Linked DNA regions of Mus musculus: region 1 is linked to region 2. A link is a contact called in public Hi-C data. All regions are on one chromosome and are shown on one strand. Each heading gives the region's core, a stretch centred on a gene start, on an enhancer-like site or on the middle of the called end of the contact. The rest is flanking DNA. Distances are from core to core; before and after follow the strand shown. Region 1 holds the start of Pgrmc1 (progesterone receptor membrane component 1). Region 2 has its middle 37 kb from the start of Pgrmc1.

Evidence for each region. A called contact is a pair of places that touch in the nucleus more often than the background predicts.
Region 1: a contact with region 2 is called in a Hi-C map of liver, with 1.9 times the contacts expected there. The contact joins the promoter of Pgrmc1 here to the enhancer-like site in region 2. A contact is called at or near these places in 12 of 484 Hi-C or Micro-C datasets (B cells, the G1E-ER4 cell line, beige adipocytes and 6 more), 6 of 115 datasets of contacts at active chromatin or transcription factors (CD8 T cells, the SCID.adh cell line, embryonic fibroblasts and 1 more) and 2 of 9 other capture datasets (adipose tissue and liver).

Annotation. Positions count from the first base shown.
Region 1 is chrX:36,596,483-36,601,811 of GRCm38.p6, reverse strand. It overlaps Pgrmc1 (progesterone receptor membrane component 1), which reads right to left and starts at 3,619. Exons shown (of 3, transcript NM_016783.4): 1 at 3,198-3,619. The coding sequence starts at 3,525.
Region 2 is chrX:36,558,022-36,563,479 of GRCm38.p6, reverse strand. No RefSeq gene overlaps it. Among named protein-coding and RNA genes, the nearest start is that of Pgrmc1, 37 kb to the left of the region's middle. Within about 2 kb of position 1,554, at least 5 of the 459 cell types and tissues checked have an H3K27ac peak or open chromatin away from gene starts, as enhancers often do. A contact at or near this core is called in liver, where this site is marked.

The sequences.
Region 1 (5,329 bases), core at 2,370-4,869, 36 kb before region 2:
CTTTGATCATTACATAAGGGCATTGACAGACTTACTGTCACTTTGATAAGTAAAATGAAATAAAGATGTGTAGCATTTGAAATCTATGTCCTGCACATAGCTAATATAAGCTCAAGTAGTTCTTTTGACGGTGGCCTTAATGGGGATTGTTTGATTATACACTCCATGGGTTAGAATTCAGCTCAAAGACTTTGTATCTACAGGTTGGCTCTATTCTGGGTGCTTGAGCCAAGACAGTCAAAGTTACAGTTTCTAACCACTAATGTGTAAATGAAAACATTTTCTTATCAACATATTCTGATATGTTTTAAATGATCTTTAGTTGCAAGTCATGAACCCTAAGGCATCTGCAAGAACAATCATTTTACAAATACCAGTGGTTCCAAAGCCTCTCTGCGTTATATAACCTTTACTGTCTTATTTAAATCAGAACTCACAACAAGGGAGATCAGTTTTGGTACTATTATTAAGTGTAAGCATACAAATGAGTGTAAACAGCAGTGAAAACACTAAAATTTTCACTGAAAAGGGCTGCAATCAACGCCTTCAAATAATCTCCTAAAACCTGAAAAATGCTACTATGTATAACATCATAGCAAGCTTTTGTCTGAGGACAGTGGATCAATCTGAATCCACCTGAAGTGGTTATTTAGAGTTAAATATTGCACAAACAAATGAAAGGAATTCGGAGTACTTTAAGCAATGCCTCGTTTTCCCAAAAGGAGGCTAGATAGCAACTCTGACATTAAAATCGTCATACCAACTAGGAATGGCTGGTATTTCATTACAGTGTGGTTATCTGAAACTTTAGTCGACCAAACTGTTTTTCTTTCTAACATATTAAGATCCATTTTTTGTAGGACTGGGGCTTTGCATATTCTAGGAAAGCACCCTAGTGCTGAGATATACTTCAAACCCTTAGGATCATCTTGTAAATGCAACTAAGATTCTAAAATAGGGGTTGGTTTCAGTCCTCATTGCATGCTGCCACTAGAGAAGGTTTAAAAAGAACAAAATTCATATGCTTTTCACAAAATATATACTGCTAATGGAAATAGTATCACCTAGTGCTTGGAAACAAAGTCAAAGTCTTGGTTTGGACTCTTACCATTTTAGAAATTACAGTCCCTGGACTGGTAATGCATACTTAAACAAGATCTAAGGCAAATATTAATAGTCTTTGGAGAGTATATTTTGTTCACTACAAAGCATATTAACTAGATGCTTGGTGAGCAGAGCTTTGTGTTTTTCACTCACTGCTACTCGCTAGCATCTACGACTGTGCTGTACAGAGTACTAGACACTCAAATGGCTTCACTTCTAAGAGTACTCTGTAACAGAAAATATTTCCACTATGATACTATCAGTGTTCCTTGGCCTCCTCACACTGGGGGCGTGCTTGTCTTTTTATGTTCCCAGAGGGAAAACTAAGGCCTTGAGACCATAGGGCGTTGCACCAGATCACACAGCTGGTCAGGGACAACAGCGAGGCTAGAATGTAGAGTGCAGGTTGACTCCTAGTTGTAGCTGTTCCAGTACACACATCGATATCCGGCAGGATGACTCTGCAAACTGTAACCTACCTGGTTAGAATGGAGACAGCTTGACTCCAGCTGTGCTCTCTGAAAGCACGGAGGATCCCCATGTGATGACTTTGCAAATACAACCAGATGACGAGGCCTCGTGCATTTGTGTTGATTACCTTATGGTTTAGCTTAATAATTATGGGTAATTACACCATTGTTTATGGATAATGTGTGACTACAGTGACAAACAATATGTAGTTTTCCTATTATTTTGCAGTCACATGCCTACAGAACGTAATTTTCTAAAATGTCTGAAAGCAGAAAGGAAGAGTGAGAGTTCACTAAAAAGCCTTTGGCACATGTGCTTTTGATTGGCTGGACTCTGAGACGTAACAGAGTGGGTATGTCTGGTTTGGATTAGTGCTGGCTAGTCTTCCCTCTCAGACCAATGAGCATGTGAACATACCCACCCCCCAGCCCCGAGTTCCTGGTGCTTAGAGGAATCCATATTGGGAGAGCTAAAGCCTCTTCTTCCTCTCTAAATGTTCTAGAAAGCAGGGCTTTCTAAATCTGGCTGATTCCCCATTTCCCTACAGCAGAGGAGTAAAATGTAGATCTTTTTAGCCCTCTCCCCTGCCCCAGAGATCTAAGTGTGGCTATGGATGGTCAGGCCAAGAATCTGTATTTTTCATAAGCATCAGGTGATTGTGATAGGCAATCCAGTTTGGAAAAGCCTCATTTCTGGGGAGTTGTCCATCTCTTGTTTTCCCCTTGGTTGGCTTTTCCTGAAATCCCCCCACCCATCGGGCTTCACAGCCTTACCCTATTGTTTCTCAGGACCCTTCCACTCCTCCCTCCCACCCCCGTTTCATTTCATTTTATTTTTTCCACCTCCCAGTCTCCCCACTCTATCATACACTAAATATGGTGTTTCTGACCATCTCACCATGTTACCATAGTCCACCACACACTGCTCTTAATGCATCCAACCAAGCTTGGTCGCTTATTCATCATCCAGCCTGAGTCCACCCCACTCTGCACGCACATACACATACCAAAGACATACCTAACACATGTCACATTCCAAGCGCCACCCCCCAGACAAACGGTGTACACCAAACACACATTCACTGCGCATGCACACAGTGTACACACACACACACACACACACACACACACACACACATTCTCCGCCAGGAACAATGCTGCTTTACCTGACACTAATCCCCTTCTCCACTTTCTCTCTTTACACACCCTTACATTCCACCATGGCTCCTCCGGCGTCATCGGCCTCCACGTCTTCTCAAGTGTCTGGGCCTCTCTGGAGACACCTTCATTTTTTCCCCTCAAATCCGAAGTCTCCCCCTCTTTTCAGGACCCCCGCCCCAAAGCCCACTACCTTCGAAAAGTTCCCTAATATCCCGGGGCTTCGGACCTCGCTGTCCCTCCCACCCGCGGTTTCCAAGGCTCAGCCTCATTCGGGCATCCCATCCCCCCGTACGCACCCCCACCCACCCAGAGCCTCGTGCCCCCGGCCCGCTCCCATTGCTGCCCGCCTTCCCTCCGACCCTCCCACGGGGGCGCCCCACCTCCCCCGGCCTCTCTCCCGCCCCGCTTCCACGCCAGGGTCCCCTCTTTTGTCTCCACGACCCCCTGGCCCTGCCTCCGTACCAGGCCCGTAGAACTTGCGGCCTTTGGTCACGTCGAACACCTTGCCGTTGATGGCCATGAGAATGCGCGGGTCCTGGACGCCATCGAAACGCCTCAGCTCGGCAGGGGTGAAGTCGCGCCGCTTGAGGCGGGGCAGCGGGGGTGGTTCGTCGTCGTCGTTGTCGCCACTGGCACCGGGCTGGTCCCCGCGAACGATCTTGTAGAGCAGGAAGATGCAGAGGCCCAGGAGGAGCAGGTTGAGAGGAGACGTGAAAATCTCGTGCAGCAGCCCGCCGCCCTCTAGCTCGCTCGGGTCGGCGCCAGTCGCCACCACATCCTCGGCAGCCATGATCTCTGGAGCAAAGGTTGGGCCCGGCTAGGCAGAGCTCCGGAACAGTCCGCTTCCTCCGCCCTCCCAGCGAACAGTGGCGCGCAGCGTTCTTTGACAGAGGAAGAAAAGCTCGGGAGGGGCGGGGCTCCGGGGGCGGAGCCTATAAGCCCCCGCCCTTCGCGGCCACCTAAGCGCCCCGCCCTGCTCGGGCTGGCTCGGGCAAGCTGGGCCTGGTTCGGCCTCTGCTTCGGGCCCCCTATGTAGCCTCGGGGGTCTTGGTCTTTCTCCCTCAACCGCTCCGTCAACCAGGGCCACCGAGCCCAGCCCACCTCTCTGTTCTACCTGCTGGGCCTCTGCCCCGGTTTCCGGGCACCCTCAGATCATAGTGCAGCTCGCAGACACACAGCTCAGTCTCTTGGGTACAGTGGGTAGCTTCCCGCTGACCCTGTGGGGAAGCCTTGACTTTAGGGCCCGCTCCTCGCGGCAAATGACGTCAGTTAAAATGAGGTCGCATTTCTCTTGCTTCGCTTCTATTTTAAAGCCCCTTATACTCTCTCCCCTGGGCCATACCCTTAGAGCCAGGTAGCTGTTTTGGGATACTCTAATATCATGCCTTCAACTCCTTTTCACCTTACAGTCCTAGACTATTCGAACATCCATTTTGGGATGGTTCGCCTCCAATTCTTGCCCAAAAGCTGTGGGACTAACACCCAAAGGACAGCCAGTCAGGTAACAGGCCTGTCAATTCTATAAAATCTGGAGCTCAGATCGCCAGATTTTGCGTTTGTTCTTAAAGTTTTTTTTTTTCTTTTTGAAATCATCAATTATGCTTAGTCACAAGGCACCAGTAATCAACAACTGACATTCTGTTGTTGAGCCTTTTTTTTCTATAGAAATACCAGAATAATGTTCAAAGTTCCGTTGCTTGACAGCATTCTTCTATTTGAAGTCTGTGGAAACTACCCTTGGCAGTCACTGTAACCCTGAGCACAGCCCCTGATAAACGCTGGAGTTTGGAAGGATCCTAGATTTTATCTTTTTAGATTCCCAGGCTTCTGGTGTGCAAACAGGCTGCACGGGAGCAGGCCTCTATGGAACAAGGATTGTGCCTATTTTTCAGAGACCTAATCTGGCTGCCCCCCCCCTTAAATTGTAATTGGGAAACGGTAACATAAGAAAAAGGAGAATAATTAAAACCAAGCCATGCACACATCTGCAGAGCAGGGCACGACTTTTCCATACAATCCTGTTTGTACACCACTTACATGCAAGAGATTTGTGCAGAGAATTGGCTAAATTCTGAAAACTTTTGGCAAACACTGCTGTAATCCCTGCCCCCCCCCATCTTCTTAAAGTGTAATGAGTCAAACACTCTTTATATCCAGCCCACACATTTTTTCCCCCAGAGCTAAATTTAGGATTAGCTAAACCGGCCCCTCCAGATCTTTTGTCAAAACTCTTCAACTTAATCATCATGAAACAAGCTCAAACTGAGAGCACTCAGCTCCGGTTAGAATCCAGTTATCCCTTTCACAGAGTACTGTGAGCAGCAAAGATATTTCTTAAAAAATAACAAACTTGTGAAAAATGTTTTCATTTGAAACTAATATGGCCAAAAAAAAAAAAAAAAAAAGGGGGCTGGTGAGATGGCTCAGCGGTTAAGAGTGCCGACTGCTCTTCCAAAGGTCATGAGTTCAAATCCCAGCAACCACATGGTGGCTCATAACCATCTGTAATGAAATCTGATGCCCTCTTCTGGTGTGTCTGAAGACAGCTACAGTGTACTTACATATAATAAATAAATAAATATTTAAAAAAAAAA
Region 2 (5,458 bases), core at 305-2,804:
CTACAATAAAACAGCCAGGACCAAAACAACTTCACTGGTGAATTCTATGAAAACAGTTAAAGAAGAAAATACTAGTTCTACCTATTTCCTTCATAAAAAAGACATGTTTGGGCATACTTTTCAGCTCACACACGAGGCCAACATTAACCAGATAGCACAAACAGACAGCCCTAAATACTACCAAATCAGTAAAACTACAGGGCCAAATCCTTTCCAAATATAGGTTCAAACTCATTGGTAATGTGCCACAAGTCAGCAGAGTTTATATGGTCATATTCTGGGAGTGTTGTGTGACTCACTGCCCTTCAAGATAAACAATGCCATCTTTATGGCCCCATATACATACTAGCGGCACCAATTGAATTCAGAGGTTTAAAAAAGTGGGTACATAAAGATGGGAGAGAGATATGGTTGGGGTGAGCTGGGAGGAGTTGGGTGAGAGAGATCTGAGAATGGGTTTCATCGGCAACACATCATGTGTGTGTTTTGTGTGGAATTCTCAAAGAACAAATAAAAATATTTTTTTAATTCCGTCATCAACTTGGTGTTCCACTCCTAAAGCTAGGGAAATAGCTAAGAACGTGGAATTGTTACCTTCTGCTGCACTCAGGCCATGGTGCCTCATCTACGTGATCTAGGTCCTCACCTCGCTGATTCTAGCTCAGCTCAGCCCAGTCCAGCCTTTGCCTTGACAACTTTCATTTTTAATTTCCTAATCAGACTCTACTTCCATACTCTCTAGGGTTCCTCTGCAAACCTCTTAGCCCAGATATCACTCAAGATTCCACTGTCTCCTTGAATTTTCCTTCCTCAGATTGCTGGCCAAACTATATTCTGATTGTTACTTCTCTTCCTTACTTCTGTTCAACCCAGGAGCCAGCATTTGAGACCCCTGATGGCAATGAAATAGGCAGCTGGGCTCCTCACTTCTCAAATACTAGAAAGTCATGCACCCTCCTAAGAGTAAATCTGATTTATAAGCACCTTTAAAATAAGTCATTTTCAAGTAAAATGCTAAGCTCACACAAATACCTAACAGGCTATAACTGAGTAGAAGTTTCCCTGACCTTTGTTAATGAACAGATAAGACAAAGCAATTAGCACATAATTAGGAAACCAATGCTACTTTAAAACTAAACAAACTGCCTCCCTGCCAGTTTTACTCGGAGGGTTAATTTTCTACTTTGCTCTTTTTTTTTTTTTTTTTTTTTTTTTGTCATAAGGACAAAGGGAAACTACAACTACCCATTAGACCATTGTTACTGCACAGTATGTATGGTTTTCTTTTTCAATTAGTAAGATGTCACTATCGTTCAGAGATCCAAACAAGGTGTCCTTATTTATTTCAAGTGACAAATTTGAAACCAAGAGTAAATCGTGGAGGAAAGAACCACTATGGTTTTCTTCTTTCTCTCCTTTGCTCCTCTCACCAGCAGCAACTATGGTCATCTCGAGAAAAGACTGATTGAAAGCACAGAAGCTGGACTTTGGTTCTGGGACTTGGGGAGGCTTTACAGACTTCTGGATTTGCTCTAGTTTCGATTTGATTGGCAGCCAGGGCCAGTTCTGACAGGGCATTTAGAGAATGTTTTTCTAGCCTTAAGAGCTGTTAATTGGCAAAACGATAAGAAAGCTGCAATCCCCACCTTAGCCCGAAGAGGGCGACGTTTAGCCATTTCTGTGGTTTGGGGCACAGTTCGACTGTTAAAGAGGGCACAGTCTCTCTGTCTCTCTGTCTCACTCTCCCTCCTTCCCTCCCTTCCTCTCATTCCCCTCTCTTCAAATTTCCATAACCCAGAATCAACAACAAGCACTAGTCTTCCTTCAGTGCCTAGCTTTCATGTATTGGTTTCTCCGCATATAGATATTAAACTTGTTTGGTTATCTTAAGGGACTTTAATTTTTTCCTCTGTAAACCTTTCACAAAATTAACATGTCCAGATGCACCCCCAACACTCAAGCTTGGTCATAGACTTGAATGTAAAATGCAAAACAATGCAATTCCCAGAAAGAGACATAAAATAAAAATATCGTCTTTGCTATAGTAATGGGTTTTTTGGCTACAATAGCAAAGGTAGCCTGCATGAAAGAAATGATTGAGCTGGGCGTGGTGGCACACGCCTTTAATCCCAGCACTTGGGAGGCAGAGGCAGGCGGATTTCTGAATTCGAGTCCAGCCTAGTCTACAGAGTGGGTTCCAGGACAGCCAGGGATAGAAACCCTGTCTCGAAAAACTAAAAAAAAAAAAAAAAAAAAGGAAAAGAAAAGAAATGATTGATAACTTTTACTTGATTACAATAAAATCCGTCTCTTCTGGAAAAGGCTAAAAGAATGAGAAGACAAGCCACAGACTGAGTGAAACTATATTTTCCGAGTTACAGATGATAAAACACTGTTATCTGAAGTATAACGAATCCTTAAGATATTGAGCAAGAAGAGGATGGCCTTGTCATGCATCAATGGGAGGAGAAGTCCTTGGTCCTATGAAGGCTTGATAGATGCCCCAGTGTAGGGGAATCGAGGGCTGGGAGGTGTGAGTGGGTGGGTGGGTGGGTGGAGGAACACCCTCACAGAAGCAGGGGGAGGGGGCATGGTATAGGGGGCTTCCAGGAGGGGGTAAAACCAGAAAAGGGGATTACATTTGAAATGTAAATAAAGAAAATATCCATAAAAATTTTCTGATTGTTTTATATATATATGTATATATATATATATATTAATGATACTAAAATAGAAAACGAATTTAAAAAAGATGTCGAGCAAGCAATGAAAATTCAGTAGAAGATGCTCTAAAGATCTTAGTAGACACCCTTCAGAGAAGCTATACAGATGAAGAGTGTGGCATCAGATGTCACTAGGAAACTGCAAATTAAAATAAGGACGAAGTAGGTCCTTGGGAGAGTGCTTGCTGAGCATGTATGAGACCCTATGTTTCTTTGGCAGAATTGCAAATAAATTAATTAATTAACAAAGTTCACAATCTAGAATAATGGCGACAACAGATTCTAATGAGAATGTGGAGCCATAGAAACCCTCACCTACTGCTTGATGGCAATGCAAAGTGGTTCAGCCTTGATAAGAAAGAGCCTGTCAAGTTCTTGCAAAACTAATATGTTAACATATGACTCAGCAACTGCCAAGTTCAGTGTTTTTCAAATGAACTGAAAACTTGTGCCTACAGAAAACCGTGCGTATGAATGTTTATCACAGCTTTATTCATAATTGCTCAAACCTCAAAGCAACCAAGGTGTTCTAAATGCAAATATACAAAGGAACAGTGGTTTATCAAGAAAATGGAATATTTGGCACGTTAAAAAGAAATACACCCAGAAACAGCTGTCAAGCCATGGAAAGACATAGAAGACACTACTTAGTGGGGGAAAAACATTTGAAAAGACGAAATACTTTATAGATCTAGCTATTGACATTCTGGTAAAAGGCAAAACTGAAACACATGAAACTCAAGAAGAATGAAGACTGAAGTGTGGACACTATGCCCCTCCTTAGAATTGGGAACAAAACACCCATGGAAGGAGTTACAGAGACAAAGTTTGGAGCTGAGACAAAAGGATGGACCATCTAGAGACTGCCATATCCAGGGATCCACCCCATAATCAGCTTCCAAACGCTGACACCATTGCATACACTAGCAAGATTTTGCTGAAAGGACCCAGATATAGCTGTCCCTTGTGAGACTATGCCGGGGCCTAGCAAACACAGAAGTAGATGCTCACAGTCAGCTATTGGATGGATCACAGGGCTCCCAATGGAGGAGCTAGAGAAAGCACCCAAGGAGCTAAAGGGATCTGCAACCCTATAGGTGGAACAACATTATGAAGTAACCAGTACCCCGGAGCTCTTGACTCTAGCTGCATATGTATCAAAAGATGGCCTAGTCGGCCATCACTGGAAAGAGAGACCCATTGGACAGGCAAACTTTATATGCCCCAGTACAGGGGAACGCCAGGGCCAAAAAAAAAAAAAAAAAAAAAAAAAAAAAAAGGGAATGGGTGGGTAGGGAAGTGGGAGGGAGGGTATGGGGGACTTTTGGGATAGCATTGGAAATGTAATTGAGGAAAATATGTAATAAAAATATTTTTAAAAAGGCAAAACTGTGGCAACAATAAAGAGATCAGTGGTTGCCAGGGGCTAAATGCAAGATGGCGATGAACTGGCAGAATGTGGGAGAAGAACTACACTGTGTGGTACTAGTTAGTGAGTGTGTATTGTAGAATGGTCAGTGTACATCACCAGTGGGAACTACGGACATTTTGTAGTAATGAGGTGTCAGGGGAGATTCACCAACTTAAATGGGTAACTGGAGGGGATGCTGATTATGAGAGAGCCTACGCTTGTATATAGAATGAGGATTATATGAGAAGGAAGCCTGTGGGTCTTCTGCCCGGTCTTACCCTAAAACGAAACCTGCTCTATAAACATCATGTTAACCTTAAACAGTTCATTTTGTTCAGAAGGGACTTACTGGTGGAGTGCTACACCCTACTAGGAGAACACCCATGTGCCCGGAACAGGGGTTTTCACTGTAAAAGTTTCTTGGCCATTTATGATGCAAACTTGGAGTCAGTTAATCTGAATAAATACAAAATCTGTCAAAGACGTCCTGAGTCTTTCAAAGCCACTTCAGAGTATTCCATCTGTTATTCTAGCTTTTAGTTAGCTACTTCTTCATTATCATTTTGCTTTCTAAAAAAAAGGCTTCAAGTATTCATTTACCCTCTCTGTCCTTCCTCTGGTCCTCTTATGTAATACTCATAATTTCCTGAAGTTATAGTCACAAGTTACCCTAAGTCAGTGGTTCTCAAACTGTGGGCTGTGACCCCTCTGGAGGGATCAATATCCTGCACATGAGATATTTACATTATGATTCACAGCACTAGCAAACTTAGTTATGGAGTAGCAATGAAATAATTTTACTGTTGGGGGTCACCACAACACAAGGAACTCTAGCATTAGGAAGGCTGAGAAACACTGGTCTAAGTACAAGGCCCTTCATTTTCCTGTCCACAAGGTAAACACAAAAATCCCCTGGAGTTTTTTTTGGAAGGGTGGAAAGATGGAAGGGAGATATATGGTTTTAATTATAGGAACACTGGGTTGAATGCTTTCTATATTGCTGGGAATTGTGTTTTATACTTTAAAAAAAGTTAAAAGTTATAAACAAAGTATAGATTGACCAGAAGCCAGAAAAACAGAATGGAGTTTCCCAGGTACCTTCATTTGTCCCCATAGTTAAAGGTTACATAACTACAGAACAATAGCCGAACCAGAAATTTGACACTGGTTTAATGTATACATTTTATTAGATGAGTACCTGCTAACCAATGTACATAAACAACTATTCCATCACCACACAACTTCCCAGGAGCTACTCTCACAGAACCACGCCACACATCTCTAAGCCCCGGCAACCACTGTTTTCCATCTCTACAGTTTTGTC